2 separate regions of the Mus musculus genome follow, and region 2 is linked to region 1. The links are chromatin contacts, called in public HiChIP or PLAC-seq maps. All regions are on one chromosome and are shown on one strand. The core of a region is the stretch at or near the end of the contact, and the rest is flanking DNA. Distances in the headings are between cores, read along the strand shown. Region 1 holds the start of Atp5j2 (ATP synthase, H+ transporting, mitochondrial F0 complex, subunit F2). Region 2 holds the start of 2900089D17Rik (a long non-coding RNA gene).

What was found. HiChIP or PLAC-seq counts read pairs in DNA pulled down with a chosen protein or histone mark.
Region 2: a contact with region 1 is called in an H3K4me3 HiChIP or PLAC-seq map of bone marrow-derived macrophages, with 4 times the contacts expected there. The contact joins the promoter of 2900089D17Rik here to the promoter of Atp5j2 in region 1. A contact is called at or near these places in 3 of 39 promoter capture datasets (the 3T3-L1 cell line and liver) and 1 of 115 datasets of contacts at active chromatin or transcription factors (bone marrow-derived macrophages).

Annotation. Positions count from the first base shown.
Region 1 is chr5:145,189,249-145,193,403 of GRCm38.p6, forward strand. It overlaps Atp5j2 (ATP synthase, H+ transporting, mitochondrial F0 complex, subunit F2), which reads right to left and starts at 2,293. Exons shown (of 4, transcript NM_020582.3): 1 at 2,255-2,293. The coding sequence starts at 2,267.
Region 2 is chr5:144,254,063-144,258,217 of GRCm38.p6, forward strand. 2900089D17Rik (a long non-coding RNA gene) reads right to left here and starts at 2,093. Exons shown (of 3, transcript XR_868683.3): 1 at 2,017-2,093. Bri3 (brain protein I3) reads left to right here and starts at 1,163. Exons shown (of 3, transcript NM_018772.4): 1 at 1,163-1,457; 2 at 1,748-1,850. The coding sequence starts at 1,316.

The DNA of each region.
Region 1 (4,155 bases), core at 1,043-3,542:
TTAAAAGTATGTGCAGAGCCTGCAAAGTTGTTTTCTGACCTCCATACAGTCCCCGTGGCTCTTCTGCACATGTGCACATGCACGCGCACACTCGAGAGAGACAGACACACACTCATGAACATACATACTCATGTGCCACCATGCTCGCCTTTTTTTTTTTTTTTTTTTTTTTTTTTTTTAAGACAGGATCTTATGTAGCTCATGCTGGGCTCAAACCTGCTGCTGTATGTCAATGGATGTCTTTGGCATGGCGGATCCTGCTACCTTCCAAGTGCTGGAGTTACCAGCTTTATGTGGTGCTGAGGATGGAACCCAGGACTTTGTGCCTGTGGGGCAAGCACTCCACCAACTGAGCCGCAACCCGACTACTCCACCCCTCCCCAGCCCCGCCCAGTATCTTTCTTGAACTGAGTCATCTTTTTGTTTGTTGGTTTGGTTTTTTTGAGATAGGGTATTGCTATACAGTACCGGCTAGCCTTAAACTCATGGATAATCTTCTTGTTTCAGCTTTCCCACTGCTAGGGTGACAGGGGTACAATATCAACCCCCAGCTGGCGAAGTGTACTAAACTCTTTAGTCTTTCCTTCAAAGGTCTCTTCACACTAACCCTCTACTTAAATAAGATTGCAAACTTTAAGCTGGGTATGATGGCGCATGCCTTTAACCCCAGCACTTAGGAGGCAGAAGCAGAGAGACTTTTATGAGTTCCAGACAAGCCTGATCTATCTAGTGAATTTCAGGATAGCCACAGCTATTTAGGGAGACCTTGTCTTTAAAAAAAACAAGAAAAAGTGATAGGGGTGGTGGTTGTGGCAGTGGCGGCACACACCTTCAACCCTAGCAATTGGGAAGGCAGAGGCAGGTGGAGTTCAAGTTCAAGGATAGCCAGAGTGGCAGAGAAATCCTGTAGGGGTTGGGATCCAAAACTTCTATTTTTTCAACTTTTTTTTTGGAGAGGAAGGCCCAGGCTGACAATTGTGCTTCTTCAGCCTCTTGAGCAGTGTCATTAATGCTCTTCCCGTTGTCTCTTCTGAAAGCTGTGTTCACTAACCATCTCCTACCATTTTACAGATAAAATAGCTGCTAATGCCCCAGGTGGCAGTGACCTACACCTTTAAGCCCAGTACTGGGGAGACAGAAGCAGGTGGATCCACAGATGAGTTCCATTACAGCTGGAGCTACACAAAGAAATCCTATCTTGCAAAACCAAGTACCAAACCAAATCAAAAAGGCTCAGCTCCTTCACACCCCGTTTTTAGACACCCCCCCCTTCACCTTCCCAGGCTGAGATAAAGAACACTGTAACAAGCTAAGTACAGTAGCATAGGCCTGTAATCCTAGCACTCAGAGATAGACGCTAATACATCACGACTGTGGCAGCAAGTTCATGACCAATCTGGGCTACATGGTGAAACCCTGTCTCAAAAGGAGGAGGTAGACAACTGTGAAATGGCTAGCCTGGCTACTGGAGTTCCTCGGAGTTGTCCTCGAACCTGGACACAAGCTCCAGCATTCCCATGACCATACCTAGACACGTGTGGGACACATAATAACAAAAACAACAATAATGTGTAATCCCAACAGTGCGCAATGAATGTGTGTGGAGATTGACTCGTACGTGTTAAGGGAACATCTGCTTGTCTGTCACAAGGACATTTCTGAAAGGTAATCTCATTTATCATGAGACCCGCCAACCTAGGTCTGAATCCCAGCGAGGCTCTCTCAGGACTGGTGACCTTGAACAGGTCACTTCACCCCAGTAGGCGTATTCAGTCGACACGTATGTAACATAATGTGGTGTCGGGAACCATTCTAGGCATTCGCTGGTCCTGGACCGTAATCTGAAAGCCTCATCTCCAGGGAGGTCCAAGCGCTGCCCAGCGTAAAGGTTCAAGTGACCCTGCCTGTGTCAAGTCGCGCAGGAAGAAAAAGCAGCAGCTTAGTCCTCCGCGGAAGGACAGACAAATGGTTCCGGGCAACGCATGTGCAGGCCCCCAGAAGCCTCTCCGTGCTGACTGGGTCTTCCACCGCCAGGCCAGGCGATGCACAGCAGAAATCCGCTGCAGAGTGGAGGGAGGAGGGCGGGAGCACAGGACCTTATAGTAAGTGTCCAGCGCGCTTCCGGGGAGGCTTCAGTGAAGCCCCGGGTGAAGAGCAAGAGTTCCCGCGGTTCCTTCTCACCCCACTGTGGCCCTGGAGCCTGTGCCCAAATCGGGCTTCCAACCCCAAGGCCAGGAAAGGGCCGAGTACTCACCGAGTGACGCCATCTTGAAGTCCTGGTGTCCGCAGAACTCCAGCCGCGCGCAAAGGCTGCTGGGAAGGGCGCACGCACCCCTGCCGGAGCGGGAAGCAGAGGCTCATGGGAAGTAGATCACCACTTAGGTAGAGCATTTTGAGACCTATCCCAGGCGGAAGCAAAGGACAAAAGAGAAAAGGGACCTTTTGACTTTTTGCCTTCTACTTTTGGATCTCTCATGAGGAATGAGAGGCTTAGGGGTGTGGCTCAGTCCCGGAGTGCTTAAGGCTCTGGTTCCATTCCCAATGCTGAAAAGAAAGAAAAGCAGAGAAGCCTTGAATAGGAACATTTGTTTTAACCCTCCCCAGTCCCTTTTACTTGCTATTCACTGCTCTGACCCCCAAATCCCTCTGAAGTTCCACTCCACATGCTTAAGTGGTTTCCATGATGATTGCAAACACGCCTCCACAGCTGACACCTGCTTAAATGGGTATTTTCTAAAGCTCGTAAAGGTAGTTTTTTTGACCCAAAATCAGAAGTATTAGATTTAAGCCATGTTAGCGCCAAAGTCAGACTACTATATAGCTACAGGCATTATCTTGCCATTAATTCCCAAATTTGGGCCTGAAATACAGCAAGACTGTATGCAATAACAGAGTTAGTCTAGCCTGGAAATCAGTATATGTTTTGGGTTGGCCTGAAACTTTTAGCAGTGACAACTCATGTATGGGAATTATATGTGTGCACTGCCTGTATAAACTGACATAACCACTCCATGGTATAATTAAGGTGAAGGTTTTTAAAATTATTTTTATGTACATGGGTGTTTTGCCTACATATATGTCTGTGTACCACATGCATGCAGGGCCCACTGAAGTCAAAAGAGGTCATTGGATCCCCTGGAGCTGAAGTTAGAAAGACAGTAGTGAATTCCTATGTGATTTGTGGTAATGAAACCTGGGTCCTCTGAAAGAGCAGATAGTGCTCTTAACAGATGAGCCATCTCTCCAGCCCCCATAAGGAAAGGGGATTTTTTTTTAAAGATTTATTTATTTATTATACGTAAGTACACTGTAGCTGTCTTCAGATGCGCCAGAAGAGGGCGTCAGATCTCATTACATGTGGTTGTGAGCCACCATGTGGTTGCTGGGATTTGAACTCAGGACTTTTGGAAGAGTAGTCGGTGCTCTTAACCACTGAGTCATCTCTCCAGCCCCCAGGAGAGGGGATGTTTATTGTAAATATGAGTGAGAGGGAACAGCCAGAGGCATCTGGAAGAGCAGAGAGAAGTAGACTTAACATGGGCATCTGACTGGACATGGTCAGAGCAATCTAAGAGTGAGAGCATGGGGTAGGGTGGGAGTGAGAATAGCAGGCTTATAAGAATGATTCGCTGGAGGGGTGGGGGGAGTCCAGGAGCTAAAGGGAGAAGCATAGAGAAGATGAAAAGAGCCAGAATGCTATAACATGGCCTTTGCTGTGTGTAATGGGTATTTGTGATATTGAGAGACTGGAGGCCAGCATGCATTTTGATATGCTGGTAAATGCCAAAGGTAAGGAAAATGACTCCTTTTGACAGAAAACTGGGCTTCCCGATTCCTTTTACCTGCTATTCACTGTGGAATAGTCACAATTCTTTTTACCGTTCCTAAGGAATGGTGGCTTTTATCTAACCACCAGAAATCCTCCTATAGTCCAAGTTGTGCTCATTTCTGGGTTTTTGGAAGGGGAGCAGGGCACTCTAGCTATTAGTATAGAAGGGGGCTGTAGTCGGCTCAGTTACCATTTCCCTGAAGGGGCTGGGTGGTCCCACATGGGTCATCATCTTAGTGTCTTAAGTGATTCTATCTTGGACCAAAGATCTACACCAGCCCAACATTTCTTATGTCAAGTTCCCAAGTGCTAGGATTACAGGTGTT
Region 2 (4,155 bases), core at 843-3,342, 940 kb before region 1:
CCCTGGAAATACATAGGCAACAATTGGGAAGGATTCTCACTGTTCCAACATTTCTTTTTCCTTGCTTGGTTTTTGGAGACATGGTCTCATGTAGCTGAGGCTGGCCTTGAACTTGCTGTGTAGTAGTGGACCTGATTCTCTTGAATCATTTCCCAAGCACTGGGGTGAGAGTCACGTGCCGGAACCCACGGCTTCACGTGTGTTAGGTAAACTCATGCCAGGCGATACTTGGGCTAGCGGCATGGCAGTAGCTATGCAGAGACTGCATGGGCCTGTGTCAGACCATGGTCCTCTCCTAGGGAGCCACATCGCCATGCTGTACACTCAGCAAGTTTGCGGTCAGGCTGCTAAAAAAAAGTTGGAGAACCTGAAGGAAGCGCCGCAGGTGCTTAGAGTTTAGGGTTCTCCCAAGCAGGGCAGTTATTTCTAATTAGTGGCCACAGCCCCTGAAAGCGAAAATTAATCAAAAGAGGAGGAGGAGGAAGGCTCAGCAGTTGAGTAGGCTTCAGTGGGTGAGCGTACTCAGTTGTTTTCCTTCCTACACCCAAGGATGTGTGGGCAGTGATTGGGAGGGGCTCGCCTGGTCCCTCCCTGTGGGTGGTGACCCGGGTGCTGGGTTGGGCAAGGGGAGGATTTGGGCGTGGAGGGGCAACGAAGTCCATAGTTTAGGAGGTAAAGGTGAGAGGGTTAAGAGTTCCAGGCCAGCTTGGGCTACATGAGCCTAGGTCCAAAACAAACAAACAAACACAGAAAAACGGTGGAGGCGCCTGCTGCAGAATCTGTCAACCAATCTATCTCAGGACCCATATGGTGGAAAGCAGGAACCCACTCTCGAAAGTTATTTATTCTCTGGCTTCCAAATGCGTGCCCACTCATATAAACACACCCTCCCCCCAAATAATTGTAACAAACATTATTATTATTATTTTTAGAAAAAAAGCAAAAGCTAAAGGAGGCCAGGATCTTGTTGGGTCTCCGGCCGTGGCCGGGAGTCAGAACTTCTCTGGAAGTCCAAGATCCATTGTGGGGCGGGACTGAACGAGGACAACACCCCGCCAGCGGCAGCCGCTGAGGCGTCTTTAAGACGCCCTCGCCCAAACCCCGCCCACAGCCCCGCCCCGCCCCGCCCACGTGACCCCGATCTTGTGACCGGCGGGAGGGCGGGGAACCCTTGGCGCGCCCGCCCCGCCCGGCGCGCGCCTCACTGGGCCGAGCTGCCCGGGACACCGCCGTCGCCGCTACCGCCGCCATCCCCGCCGGGCCGAAGGAAGCGAGCCGGGCCGGAGCTGGCGGGCGCGCGGCCCCGGGGGCCGCGATGGACCACAAGCCCCTGTTGCAGGAGCGCCCGCCCGCCTACAACCTGGAGGCCGGCCAGGGCGACTACGCGTGCGGCCCGCACGGCTACGGGGCCATCCCCACCGCGCCCCCGCCGCCGCCCTACCCCTACCTCGTCACAGGTGGGCCCGCAGCTCTTCGGGGTCCCCGAACGGCCTCCGGGCCAAGCACCGCGCTGTCCCCGGCGCGGGCCTGCCGGGGGGGCAGCTGCTACCCGGAGCGCCCTGCCCGGCCAGGCCCTGCCCCGGTGGCCGTGAACTTAGTGTCGGAGGGTTCACACTTGGCTTCTAGAGCCCACCCGCAGGCGCGCTCAGCCCCGTTGGAGGCGGGGAGGACGGGGGCTAAGGGGGAGGGAGGGAGGAGAGGAGGAGGGCCGAGTCGCCCGGGGCTGATCAGCACTCCGCTCCCACAGGGATCCCCACCAGCCACCCCCGGGTCTATAACATCCACAGTCGAACGGTCACCCGGTATCCTGCCAACTCCATCGTCGTGGTCGGAGGCTGCCCGGTCTGCAGGTAAGTCTCTAGCCTGGGGGTGGGGGGTGGCGGCGGAGAACGCACGTGCCGGAATCTTGCAAAAGGCCAGCGGGGGTGGGATGGGGTGGGGTCACAGCCCGGCTCCTGTCTCAGAGGGAAGTCCCGCAGGGGAGGGACTGCAGTGGGAGAAGGTGGGGTCACTCACCCCTGGCTCTGAATTTACTTTATGCGGCAGAAGGATGGGTTCCCTTTTCTGTGGGGAGTTGAGTGCATTTGGGAGGCATGGCACCCGGAGTGCGTGGGACGCAGGAATGTTAACAATGGAGACTGATGGTCTTTCCTCCCTAGTACTGGAGATCCGCAGCGAATCAGGGTTTGTTTTGTTAGGTTTTTTTCCTCCAGTTTCCGCAAGTGTGTCCAGTACTAAGGAGATATTGGGACTTGAGTCCGCAGGCCAGTATGCCAAAGGACTTAGGAGATCCAAGTGGCCAGCAGAGAGCAAAGGCTGTGAGGGTGCAGAATGACGACCAGGGCTTAACAACTCCTGGCCACTAGCTGGCCCAGGAGGAAACCCCGTGCTTCTTTGTTCCGGGCTGGAGTGGTTTTGTTGTTGTGGCTGTTTTACCCTCAAACTGGAGCTGACAGAAACTTTGTGGGGACTTTATGGAAGGTGAGAGATGCAGCCAGGCTCATTCTAGGCAGGCTTTGAGGATTCGGCTTCCAAGTTGGACTTGGCCACTCACCCGGGGATGGGCCAGGTACAGCTCGTGCAGGGCAGGGTTTCAGCCTTTGTCTGGCAGGGGGAAGTTCCAAGTCTCTGAGATGGAATTAAGAAACCCTTGTTTGGACTTAGCTTTCGTTTCAAAAGTGTGTGTCAGAGGCGCAGAGTGGAGCCATAAGGAAGTTAATGATTTTGGAAACTTGCGAGTGGCCTCACAAGAGATGACTGAGGGTGGAAGACACTGGACCCTCGGTTGATCATGTGCTTGGGGGAAGAAGGCTGAAGGCCAGTTAGTTAGAGTCCTCCTTCAGGGACCCAAGTGACTTGGCTTTTGGAGCTGGTGCAGGGGAGAGGAGTGGGACTCAGCTGCTTCCTCTAGCTGTAGATGGGGTGGCTCTCTGATAGCTTGGTCTTGCTGGCCGCCTCTCTCTCTGCAAGCTTTCCACCTGAGGGCTTGAGGCACACCAAAGAGGGAGCATAGACTGGGAGGTGGTCCTAGCTTGTTGAGCCAAGGGGATTAGTATAGGGTCTCCTGTGCAGAGAGAGAGCCACTGGGAACAGAAGGGGGTTAGTTGTATGGAGGTGGGAGACTTCCTGTGTGGCCTTGAGGCTAGTCCCTGCATGGGAATTCTCAGAGCCCTGAGGATGGGACAAATATTAGCTGAACTCTCAGATTTAAGGAGAGGTCTCATAGGGGTAGGTGGCAAGCAGGCAGGAAGGTGGGGAGAGGCATAGCAGTGCAGGGGGCTCACTAGGATTTCATGTCTGCTTGTTCCAGCAACCAGATCCTGGCCCTACCACAGTCAGCTGGGTTTGTTTCTGTTTTTTTTCCTCTCCCCCAGTGGACAGGAGTGTTCCCATGAGGCTCTTCTTGGACCAGACCCCTGAACTTGGGGGTTGGGGTGTGGGGGGACGGACAGCAGGGCAGTATGGCTGCTATAGTCTGGGGCCAAGGCAGTCAAAATCCTAGACTGTGGAGTGTCCCACTGCAGTCTGGACTGCTGCTGGTGGAGAACACTTTCTCTGAGACTTTCCCTGGGAAGTGAGTTGTTTTGTAGGCTTGTGGCTTCTGCTCATGGGCTCTTCAGTCCTGTAGAATCTGGGACAAGGTCAGGCTGTGCCACTGCCCTCACAGGAAGGTCTTGGGCTCTTGTGTTGCAGCCTGTGGATGGAGGCGTCCAGTATTAAGGAACCTGGGTCCTCCGAGGACAGGTTTGAGGGTACCTGATCCTTGAAGTAGTGACCACTCTTCACCCCCCCCACCCCCCCAGGCTGTTATGCACACCTGGATCCCTGCAGGTGTGTTCACAGTGCCCTCTGCTGCTAGCCCCTGGCTTTTCAAGGCTGATCAGTACAAAAGCAGGCATGCAGGATGTTGGGGGGTGGGGGGGCTCCCTCTCCAGGAGAGCAGCACAGGAGGGGGGCCAGCTTTGCCTTTGGTTTAGGGAAAGAGTGTGTCTGTTTTTGGGGTTGGGGCAAAGGTGTTCCCCTGTAAACATCTGAGCCCTCCCCTGCCTGGTATGTTAGGTCTGAAAGAGAGGACACTTCTCATGTGACTAAGCTTTCTCCCTTCCAGATGTGGCCTGCCGGGCCCTGTCCTGTCTTTCCCTAGTGGCTTGGCAG